Linked DNA regions of Triticum aestivum: region 2 is linked to region 1. Evidence: chromatin contacts called from public Hi-C data. All regions are on one chromosome and are shown on one strand. The core of a region is the stretch at or near the end of the contact, and the rest is flanking DNA. Distances in the headings are between cores, read along the strand shown.

Evidence for each region. Hi-C and Micro-C count contacts between places; a contact is called where the count stands out from the background.
Region 2: a Hi-C map of leaf shows a contact between it and region 1, with 9 times the contacts expected there. The contact joins the enhancer-like site here to the promoter of LOC123098473 in region 1. A contact is called at or near these places in 4 of 5 Hi-C or Micro-C datasets (leaf and an unstated tissue) and 1 of 1 datasets of contacts at active chromatin or transcription factors (leaf).

Annotation. Positions count from the first base shown.
Region 1 is chr4D:443,125,928-443,131,431 of IWGSC CS RefSeq v2.1, reverse strand. It overlaps LOC123098473 (photosynthetic NDH subunit of subcomplex B 2, chloroplastic), which reads left to right and starts at 2,316. Exons shown (of 2, transcript XM_044520459.1): 1 at 2,316-3,323; 2 at 3,406-3,760. The coding sequence starts at 2,427. The coding sequence ends at 3,600. It overlaps TRNAL-CAA (transfer RNA leucine (anticodon CAA)), which reads right to left and starts at 1,859; the gene lies at 1,776-1,859. It overlaps LOC123098471 (DEAD-box ATP-dependent RNA helicase 38), which reads right to left. Exons shown (of 7, transcript XM_044520458.1): 5 at 4,804-5,205; 6 at 4,623-4,734; 7 at 3,671-4,119. The coding sequence ends at 3,968.
Region 2 is chr4D:443,378,571-443,384,137 of IWGSC CS RefSeq v2.1, reverse strand. No RefSeq gene overlaps it. Among protein-coding and RNA genes, the nearest start is that of LOC123098476, 51 kb to the left of the region's middle. Within about 2 kb of position 4,052, at least 8 of the 8 cell types and tissues checked have an H3K27ac peak or open chromatin away from gene starts, as enhancers often do. A contact at or near this core is called in leaf, where this site is marked.

The DNA of each region.
Region 1 (5,504 bases), core at 1,067-3,566:
TCTTAGAAATTTCGCACACCATTAAACATACGTCAAATTACAACACGGAATCATGAAAACCACGGGAGAAAAAGAGAGAGGACGCATGTCCAGAAATATTTGCTAGAAAACTCCATTGAAGCAGATTTCTACAAAGACCATCCTCGCCACTTGCGGCCTTCGAAGACAAAGAAGCAACACCGCCCATGAGGGCTTTGTGAGTCGAAGAAGAGGATTGTCGTCGGCAAGTCCATTTTCGTTCTGGCCCGTCAACTGGGGATCATCCCTTGCTACTCGAAATGCAGGTCCGTTGCATGCCGTTGATGTCGTCGAGACAAAACACCGGAACCGCCACCCACGAGCCTCGAACCTTGTTCTTTTTTCTTTTGAGAGAAGACCATCATGACTAGCTTTATTGATTAATCAGTAGAGATACATCATCTACGAGCTTGCTCACCAGATAATCTGGAGGCTCATCGGTCCAACTAGAAGAAACTTTATTGGAATAACTAAACCTAGCTAGCACATGCGCCACTTGATTTGCTGATCGAAAATAATATTTAAACTTGACCTTCCCAATCAAGGTAGAGATGTCCACACATTCCGTGAATATCGCTACCGCCAACGTCCCACCAAGTACTCTGACCTTTACCTTCCCCCAAACAAAGAGGACACCGCATGAGGTGAGATCTGACATGCACACAACAAACACCATTAGATCCATCGCACCAAGGAAACGATGGAATAAGGTTCCCGCAGATCCCTCGATTTCACCACCGAGGATGTCGTCGAGATGGGATTGAGCTTGGGAAATTTTATTCCAAATGCCGGCATCACCGTCATCCATGCACCTTCGTGGAACACACTAAACCTAACCCTACCTACAACGGAGGCAGAGAGCCGGGGTTCCCTCACCCATCCATCGTCGGAGCGGTGATTGGGGCAAGAGAACCCACGACCTCGCCGGCAGAGCGCACGAGGAGTTGGTCGCCTCCCTGATAGTTTTTTTCCTGGATGAGAGGGATTCGTGGTTGAATCAACGGTAAAATTTTATCTGCACTTGTTTGCCAATCAGGCTCCGCGCGGTGCGGTGGGGTAACATCTACTCCCTCCTAGCAAAAACATCTTACATTTTGGGACGGAGGAAGTAGAATGCATGGAAGAGGGATGTTCAGATAAATTGCTGGCGGGGCTACTTTAGGGTAAATTTTGAAGCTAAATGAGAAGTTGAAAAGGAGCGAACGAGATTTTTTTTTTGTTGTTGAAATGGAAACACTCGTATTCCATCTAGGGCACGGCAAAAATGCTGGTTACAACACGGGTTACATCGACAGGGAAACTATCAACCCACAAGCACGCTTCACCATCAGCTGATACTGGACCCATGGCGGCCAGCACATGCGTTGGCTTGTTACAGCTACGTCCAACATGTACAATCTCAGTCTGAATGAACTTGGTACTGGATTTAAACTTGATGCCACGGAAGAGATCACCCGCAAAAAGGAAAAGCGCCCGGCCAACTCCAAGCTGATCAGCCACGGGAGAGGGCCAAGGCCTACGCATGGAGGGCGTCAGTCAGACCATTCGCTGAACATGGCTCCGGACAGTATTGGAATGCGTCAGTTTCCAGCCGTTTCTCACCGTGGTTGCCCCGATTACGTTCAGTCCACCATTGCCAAAGTAGGTATTGTCTGTCAGCAGTTTCTTCTCTTCTGCCAGCCGTAGGATAGCCTGAAGAATCTCGCAAAAGATAAATTATTGTCAGGAAATTAAGCAAGGAAAAAAGCAAAAATTATTGTCAGAAGTGGGGTTTGAACCCACGCCCTCGTTAGAGGACCAGAACTTGAGTCTGGCGCCTTAGACCACTCGGCCATCCTGACTTGTACGTACGGTTCGGTTTTAATGCCTTAATGTAGTCATAGCTACAACATCATGATATTGTATACAGTCCATCACTTTACATATACTTGTCTTTTGTCGTTGTTGTTGCGAAAGTGTACATATACTTGTAGAACTCCCATTTGAGATCCGTTCCTACAAGTAAATTCCTATCAACGCGAACATTCATGAATTTAGCATCGGCCTCAGAGTTCCTCTGAATAAAAATTGAAACATACTACTCTCTCGGTTCCAAAATAGATGACCCAATTTTATATTAAAGTTAGTACAAAGTTGGGTCATCTATTTTGGAAGTTTCTGAATTGCGAAAACAAAGATCATTTTCTTTTCTGCATGCTCATTCCGGTATCAAGCTGTTGCTAGGCAGGCTCGCAGTCGCAGCAGAGCAAGGAGAGGACACGGACAAGGAGCGAGCGCGAAACCACCTATCCTCAAGCCGGTGGATATGAGGCTGCAGTCAGTGACACCCAATCGGCCTCGACTCTCAAGGGGAAGGCCAGCACCTTCCCCTTCTCCGCTAGCTATCACTCACTCCAGCGCTAGCTCCGATGATGGCCGCCTCCTCCTTCCTCCCGCTCCACCTCCCGGCCTCCCCCAGGCCGGCCACCGTGGCCGCGAGGGCAGCCTCGGGCGTCGCGTCGACGGTGCCCGCCGCTACGCAGACGTCGCAGCTGGAGGAGACCTTCGGCCGGAAGGGCCTCCGGTTCGGGACGGACGCCACGGGCGCGCCCACGGCGGAGCTGAGCGTGCGCAACGGCAGCTCGCTGCAGCTGCGGCTCAACGACGGGCTGGTCACGTCGTACCGGCCCAAGGTGTCCTGGGAGGGCGGGGACGGCTGCCGGGAGCTGCTGCACACCGTGGCCGGCGCCGGCGCGGTCAAGGGCGGCGTCGGGCTCGTGCTCAACGAGGCCTCCTCCTCGTCGTCCGGCGGCGCGTCACTCCTCGGCGCGTCCGAGTGGTCCGTGGCGGACGTGGACTCGGACTCATACGACGCCGTGCAGGTGGAGCTCGGGTGCAGCGCCAAGGGGGCCAAGCTGGAGGTGTCGTACGTGGTGACGCTGTACCCGCTGAGCATGGCGACGGCGGTGATCGTCAAGAACAACGGGGCCAAGCCGGTGGAGCTGACGGGCGCCGTGCTGAGCCACATCAAGTTCGACAAGCGGCGGGGCACGGCCGTGGAGGGGCTCCGCGGCTGCCCCTACTGCTCCCACCCGCCGCCGGCGTCCGGGTTCGCGCTGCTCACCCCCGCCGAGGCCATGAAGCGGGAGGAGTCCGGGTGGTTCGGCGGCGGCGGGGAGGAGCCCCGGCAGGGCGCCTGGACCGTGGAGGAGAACCTCTACACCATCCTCAAGAAGAAGGTGAGCAGGGTGTACGCGGCGCCGCCCGAGGAGAGGAAGAAGCGCATCTACAGCACCGCGCCGTCCAAGTTCACCACCATCGACCAGGTTCGTTCGTCTCTTGGCTTGGGATGCATCATCCATTCGCATTGCTCACTGATGATATATGGCTTGTGATTTGCTTGGACAGTCTAGCGGGCTGGGGTTCAGGCTGGTGAGGATGGGGTTCGAGGACATGTACCTGAGCAGCCCGGGAGGATTGTACGAGAAGTTCGGCAACGACTACTTCCTCTGCACCGGGCCGGCGTCCATCCTCGTGCCCGTCGTCGTCGGCCCCGGCAAGGAGTGGAGGGGCGCTCAGGTCATCGAGCACGACAACTTGTAACACTTCCTTTTTCTTGCGTGCCAACAGAGTTAGAGAGGAAATCAATCATGTACATTCTTACACATGGGGATGAATCTTGTAACTGCCCACTGCGATCAATCTGTACACATGCGTAGTAGTACAAGTATAACATACAAATGAATTCTCAAACGAAATTACATGGGCGTGTGTGAAGAGGACTTGAAAACCTCAAACGAACGAGCAATAAAAATGGACTCTCCCTCATAGAATTCATCGCATCAGCTCAACATAATCCACACAACTCCAGACACAAGCATCTGGTACAAAAGAAAGAACCCAAGTGCTGGTGACAACATAATCAAATAAGCGCGCAATTTGCCGCCACCTATTTCTGCCAGTAAACAGTTTACTCAAGTAAACCCGCATCCTTAAGAGCAGTCTCAAAATTGTCCTCGCTTTTCCAGTTGGGGACCTCAGGCACTTTGTGCTGGAAGTAGTCCTCGATCTTTGTCATCACAACTTCATCAGTTTGACCACATAGCAGGTTGAACACAGCTCCTGTCACCACCAAAATTTCAGTTAGGCCACAAGATAAGCAACTCTACTCAACAGCGATTAACTCATAAACTGGTATATAACACAACTTATTATGTGTCCAACTGATAAATCATGAAAACTATCCAAGAAAATCAATTGAAAATCTCCAGAAATAGGAAATCACAACCTCTGAAGAAAAAAAATGAAAATGAGCAAACAAACGTGACATCTATAATCAACAAACAATGGTCACATCAGTTCTATCATATAGGAAGCTAAAAATCCTATTGCCAAATCCTACTCGCAGAAGACTGGTTCTGCTGACAAGTTCATCCTTAGGCTAGAACAAACAGGCATTACGATTGACTAAATGTAGCGTGTTTGCTTATCGATGGTTAACAGGTTCAATCTGTCATTATCCCAAGCCATTTAATTCCTATTAACACCGCGACTGTCTGGCACGGTGTTGACCAATATGCTACAGTGGTGTATGTACATAATAGACTGATAAGACATAAATTTACCTTTTCGGCCAAAGCGCCCAGCTCTGCCAATTCTGTGCAGGTACACCTCATAATCAGGTTCATCTCTCGTATTATACTTGATTGGCATGTCGTAGTTGATGACCAGGTTAACCTTTCAAAGGAAGAATGTTAGAAGGAAAATTTTAACTGGTGTGTCAAAATAGCACGGCGCGCATAGTACCTGTGCTTGGTCAAAACCTCGAGCAAGAACATCAGTTGATATAAGAACCTTGGTGTACCCATCTTTGAATTCCTGAATTACTTTTTCCCTCTCTGCTTGGTCAAGGGATCCTTGAATTGAGGAGCACACATAGTCCTCTTTTGTCAAAGCATTATGTACATTCTTAGTACTATTTCTTGTTCTCACAAAGATGATAACCTGTCCAACCTTTTGCCCAAACTCAAAGATCTTGTCCCTTATAACCTCTATTTTGGCCGCCTCATCAGGGACTCGGACTTTATATTGCTTTACTTTTTCCAAAGTAAGATCTTCCTTCTTCACAAATATTTGGTTTCCGTCCTTAATGGCCTTTGTAACAAACTCCTTCACTTTCTCATTGAAGGTCGCAGAGAAGAGAAGCACCTGGCATAAATAGAATTAAAATAAGTAAAAAAAGGAACCATATGGAAACAGAAACAATCACATCTAACCAAGAATTTAGCAATTATATAGCCAAGGCTAGTTGAATGGCACAGCCATGGGATTACACCGACAGGTACAAGCATTACAAAAGATTATCCACCACATGGACAAGGCTATTTGAGGACTGAAAGTATATCAACGCCATCAATGAAAAAACTTGGAAAAACTAAGGCAATAACACCAGCAGATTGGCTTTAAGATTACGATAATAGGAATGCCTGAATGTGCAATTAACCAAT
Region 2 (5,567 bases), core at 2,803-5,302, 250 kb before region 1:
CTTGTCGTCGCTCCCGCTTGTCGTCCGTTGTTGATGCTTGATGCCGCCGCCGCTGCTTATCGTTGCTCCTGCTTGCCACCGCCGTCGCTGCTGCATGCCTCTGCTGCCGCTTGCCACTGTCGCCGTTGTTTAATGCCTACGCTCCGCATGCCGCTGGCTGCTGCGGCGTCGGGGCTACGGGAGAGAGACCGGCGAACGCCCACAGAGCCGCTGACAAGCTCAGGTGACGAGCTCGCCGGCGTGGACCTGATTGCTTTTTTATTTTATTTTACAAGGACCCAATCGGTTTTAAAAAATTCTCTAGGGACCCAATTGCATTTCAAACAATATTTGGGCCCCCACTTGTCATAACTTGTCAATAGTCAACCTAACAGTCAAACCTAACGGTGACGAGTGACCCCTAACTGTCATAAAACGGTTTAAAGTTTAATCACACAACAATTTGGGTTTTTTAGAATAGCGAACCAATTTTGTGGTAGTTTTTTAAAGATTAAGGAAAGTGGTAATTTTTTGTAGCCATAGCCAGTAATATGGTATTTTTTTGCTATATACTCGCGAGGGATGGGGGTGGGGGGGGGGGGGGTTGGGGGGGCACACGCTGACACCAGCCTTTGTAATCTTCAGTTCACCACCACCGTGTGCCATCCAAGATGATTAGCACGCAGTGTATGTGTATCAACGAGTTTGAGTTTCGGAATGCACAAATTCAGAAAAATTTTCTTTTGCGGGTCAAACCTCAAATTGGTATCTGCGGGTGCTAATAATGCTGACTACATCTTATAATTGATGCTAGTTGGTTTACCATCCACAAAATATGTTTCTGAATCCGCACACAAGGGATCGGATGGCAAATCTTATCTGAGTCAAATATGTGCCCTTTTTCACACACGAGCAAGGGGAGTGCTCGGGATAGGCCGGACCATTTTAGCCACCGTAGTGCAACGTTTTCCAGTTTTGCTGTTTGGTTTTCTACCGGTTTAAGAAACATTCTAGTAGCTTTTTCTCATGTTTTATCTTCACGTGTTTATGTTTTTTCTTTAGTGTTTTTTCTTTTCTTTTTCAAAAATTTCAGAAAATTTAATAATTGTTTGGAATTTCAAAATTTGGTAATATTTCTAAAAAAAATGGCGTTTCTAGAAAAATTAAATGTTTCCAACATTTTAAAAAAGTGTTCATATTGTCTAAAAAAGTTATAAAATTAGAAATATGTTTCCTCTTTTAAATGATGTTTGGATTTTTCAGAAAATGTTAATAAATTTTAACTAATTAATTTTAAAAAAATGGATGTAAATTCAAATTGTCTTAGCTTTTTCAAGAAAATAATAATTTCAAAAGCCATTCATAATTTAGAAAATGTATTGAACTATAAAAAATATTCACATTTTAAAAAAATCAATTTTTTTAAAAACCGTGCTTTTAAAATTGTGTGCAAGTTAAGAAGCACTCACAAGAAATTAAAAAGTGTTCACTACAATACCCCCACTCCCTCGGGTCACTGCAATACACCGGTCGCTATGGTGCCTCGGTTCACCACACTACATCGGTTGCTGCAATACACTAGTTTTCCTATAGTATAATGCGAGTGGGCCAGCCCATCAGCACATGCCCTATGTGTTTCGCCTCCAATTTGACGCAGCTACCGTCAATAGGAGGTCCCGGATCAGATCGCCATGTCCATGGGTCGGGGAGCAGATCATCGGTAACGGACATGAGGCCGAAGCGGCGTATGTGCGGGAGAACACCAAGAGTTGGACTAGGCTACGACACAAGAAATGCATCGGCGGCAGCAGAGTATTACAAGAGCTTGAAAGAACGGCAAAATGGCTTCCGAGCACATTTGCTCCCGCCCATGACCAGTAAAATAAAAAAATAGTAGAAAAGTTCAAACAAAAAATATTTTGTTGGTTTAAGTGCATGATATTTGCGCTAATTTTTAGCTTCTTTGGACATTTGGGTAACTCTCCGCAAAAAATACTAGAAAAGTTACTATTTATGCACTGTTGGGACCTGTTTTTAGAGCTACTTAGATTTCAGAATGCGCTGAAAATTGGCACGGACCTCATGCACTCAAACATCTTCCATGAAAAAAATAAATTTTAAAAAAATTCTAGTATTTTTTTTAATTTACTCTTCACCAGGTGGAGATGAGCCCGGACTCAGAATTGGATATTTGGAGTTTCGGTGGTCTCAATCGGTAGCAGCTATGTATCGCCTGCTACGAGATCAAAGGAGGTCGCTACTATTGGGTCAGCCCAAGTAGCTCCCTACATGTTAGTTCACTTTTGTTTTTTTCTTTTCTTTTGTTCATATTTTTGAAACAAATATTCTAAATATGCACTACCTCAGTTTCTATAATTTTGTAAGAGATACTTTGAACTACCAAAACGTCTTATCTTTAGCGACAAAGGGTGTATATTCAAAATTTTAAAATTACTTGGAAATTTAAACCGTGAATCTGAAAATGGTCAACGTAGTTTTAAAAAAATGTGTACAACATTTATAAAATTTTCACACGTTTAATAGAATGTCCATGACAGTTTTACAAAATGTTTTATACAATGTAAAAATCATTTTCTTGTAATTCAAAAAATGTTTCATACCGTTCAAAAAACATGCATATTACATTTATAGATATATTCCTGCGTTTCAAAACAATATTCATGACATACAATGTAACAAAAGATTCAATGTGTATTTGAAAAATGTTTACCATTCATTTGAAATTGTTAAAAAACATATATTTGAAAAAAATGTTAATCATCGATTTAGAAAATAATAAACATCTAGAGTATTAAAAAAGGTTTTGATGTATATGAAGAATGAACAATGTGAATGAAAAGAAGTCAACACGAACGCATATATTATAAAAAATATTAATCATTTATTTGAAAAAACTAAACATCTAAATTTGGGGCCGCGCACGAGGCCCACCCGAAGTGTACTGGGCCTGATCTGGTCCAGATCAGCCTCGTGTTCCTCCCCCTAAAAAGGGCTCGACTGGGTCGTCCCAAGTCCCAACAGAGTGATTCAGAGTTTCTCAAAAAAAAAAAACAGAGTGATTCAGATTTCTCTCCGTCAGAAAAAGAAGAAACTGAGTGATTCAGATTTCTTATCTTGGGTTGTGGATTCCTCGATGTCCTGTCTTCATTTCCTGGGACACAGTATGTTGGCGTCATTGCATTGCTCACCGGTCAAGCTGAAAGATTATGAGCGCCAAAAATTCGATGATGATACTATAAGATACTCCATGATTGCGACGTTATATCCTCAGTCGATAACATCTCGAGGCTCCAGCGAGAGCTACTACTAGTACTACTATCATGCATGAATTATTATTACGCCATTAGTTAAAGTTGAATGGTTTATCCACCTGCAGCTCTGGAGTTTACATACACTGATTGAGGCGTCAGTGTCGGGATGCGAGCGAGCAAGGGAATTCGGGCAAGGCACGGCAAGCCAAGCCGGACGAACCAGCAAACCTCAGGTTCATTTGGGCGGCTGAGATGCACCGTCTACGTGTGCAGGACGCGAGGGAACAGTCGGTCAAACCATGCTTGTTAGTATGTAAAATCTGGAATGGCGGTCGTTGTCCGGGATGACCTGTGACGCAGACGCGCCGTGAGGTGGCACTAGACAACAACGCGGCGATGATTGATGGACCGATGGTGTGCGTGAAGATCTTCAGCCACTCGAAACCCTTGGTCACTCGTCGGCCGTTTCGCGTCAGCAAACGTTGAGGACGGGCCGTTTGGGATCAGGTTAGGTGCAGTAGTGCCCCGACGCGATCCTTGGTCACCAAGGAAAGGATGCGGTGCAGGTGGGTCAATGATACCATGTCAATCTCAGATGACAAGTTACACACAAGGTTTTTGTGGCGCAAATGAATGGCTACGCGTATGTTGTCCATGACTAGTTATAGCAAAAAGACGTGCTGAACCGCGATCTAGCGAACGGTCGCACGCGACGGCGACGTGGGATCCGGTCGACCGGGGACGGGGCCTATAGCGGGCGCACGACACGGCGACTTCCCCTGCCGATAGAGGGCGGGCGTGGAATCTCAGCCCAAAGATTCGACCATCATCCATCCACCGCAACAAACAGGGCGAGGGCGCACGGGCGATCGAGAATCTGGCGACACCGGCCGGGCGGCCAGATCCATCCCCTTCCATTCTTTATCATCTCTCCCGTCCGTCCGGCGTGGGGGCCGCCGCCCGCCCGATCTCGCCCGCCCTCCCTCCTCCGCAAGTGGCACCGGAGGAGCGGGCACGGCACGTGCGGCGCCTTATCTTCAACCGCCCTTCTTTTTTCTCCCAACAAGCACTTCCCTGAAATTCCAGGAGAGATTAAAAAAGGAAGGATACATTAAGCGCCGTGGGGGCGACGCGTGGGCGGCCGCGTCCGCCGCTCGCCACTGTGCGTGCCGCTGGAGCCCGCCCGTCCGCATCCGCTTCTCGCTCCTTCCTTTCCTTTTCCACCCGCATCCGCTTCTCGGCCCTTCCGTGCGTGCTGCGTGGCCCGCAGCCGGAGAGGCCGATCGACTGCTTCGGACGGACACCCACCCGCCGGAGGGGTCACGTACTGCGTGTGGCCCGCAGGCACCAACCAAACTCGCTGCGCGAAAGCACCACAGTTACATGCCACCCCACGGCCGCAATTTCCTAAACCAAGCGCAAGAACGAGAGAGAGCCTTGCTGCAACGCCACTATGGGCCAACACTTGTGCCGTGTCCAACTGGCGGCGGCGCCGATCCTCGTTAGCAGCGTTTCTGTGTCGTGTGAGCTAGGTTCCGCCGAAAGAACATTTGTTTGCTGTCTATTAGCATGTGCTTACGCCGGTTTCCGTTTTGCCTTCTTCGCATCATTCCTGTATCTCAGCAGTCGTTCAAGTTTTACGCATGGACCGACATTCGTGTCGCGCCGAATGGGCGACGATGTCTATCCTCGTTTGCAGCATCTTTTTGTTGTGCGAGGAGGTTCCACAGAAAGAACATTTGTTTGCTATCTATCTATCTATTATTATTATGTGGTTTTTCCATTATTATGTGGTCTTCGCATCATCTCGTAACTGAGCATGTCTTTATTTGTCAGTGCTTCTTAACGACCGTCGTGAGTGGCGCCGCTCATGAACCACTCGTTTTACTTGCACCATTTCAGTACTGTCGCTTTCAGTGTCCGAGCGGCTTTGCTGCTTGTTAGCAATTATATCATGAGCCGATCCGGTAACACATTTTACGTCATTTACCTTGCTTATTGTACTTTTTATATATGGTATTATTAGCCAAGTGGTATCATTACTTGCTAATTATAGTATCACGAGTGATGTAGCTCGTTTTTTTAGCAAAAGAGGGCTTCCCCTCCGATTTCATTTAGAGAAACCAACAATAGCCACAAGATTCGCGGCCACATCCAGGCCAAACTAAAAGGTCCAACACTACTACAACCTTCCAACCATAATGCAAACTAGCAAAATTACATAGCAGAGTTCTCGGGAGCTAAACTCACACAGGGGAAGTCTATTACTGAAGAAGAGCAACATAACACTAGCGACTACTACTACTGCCCAAACGC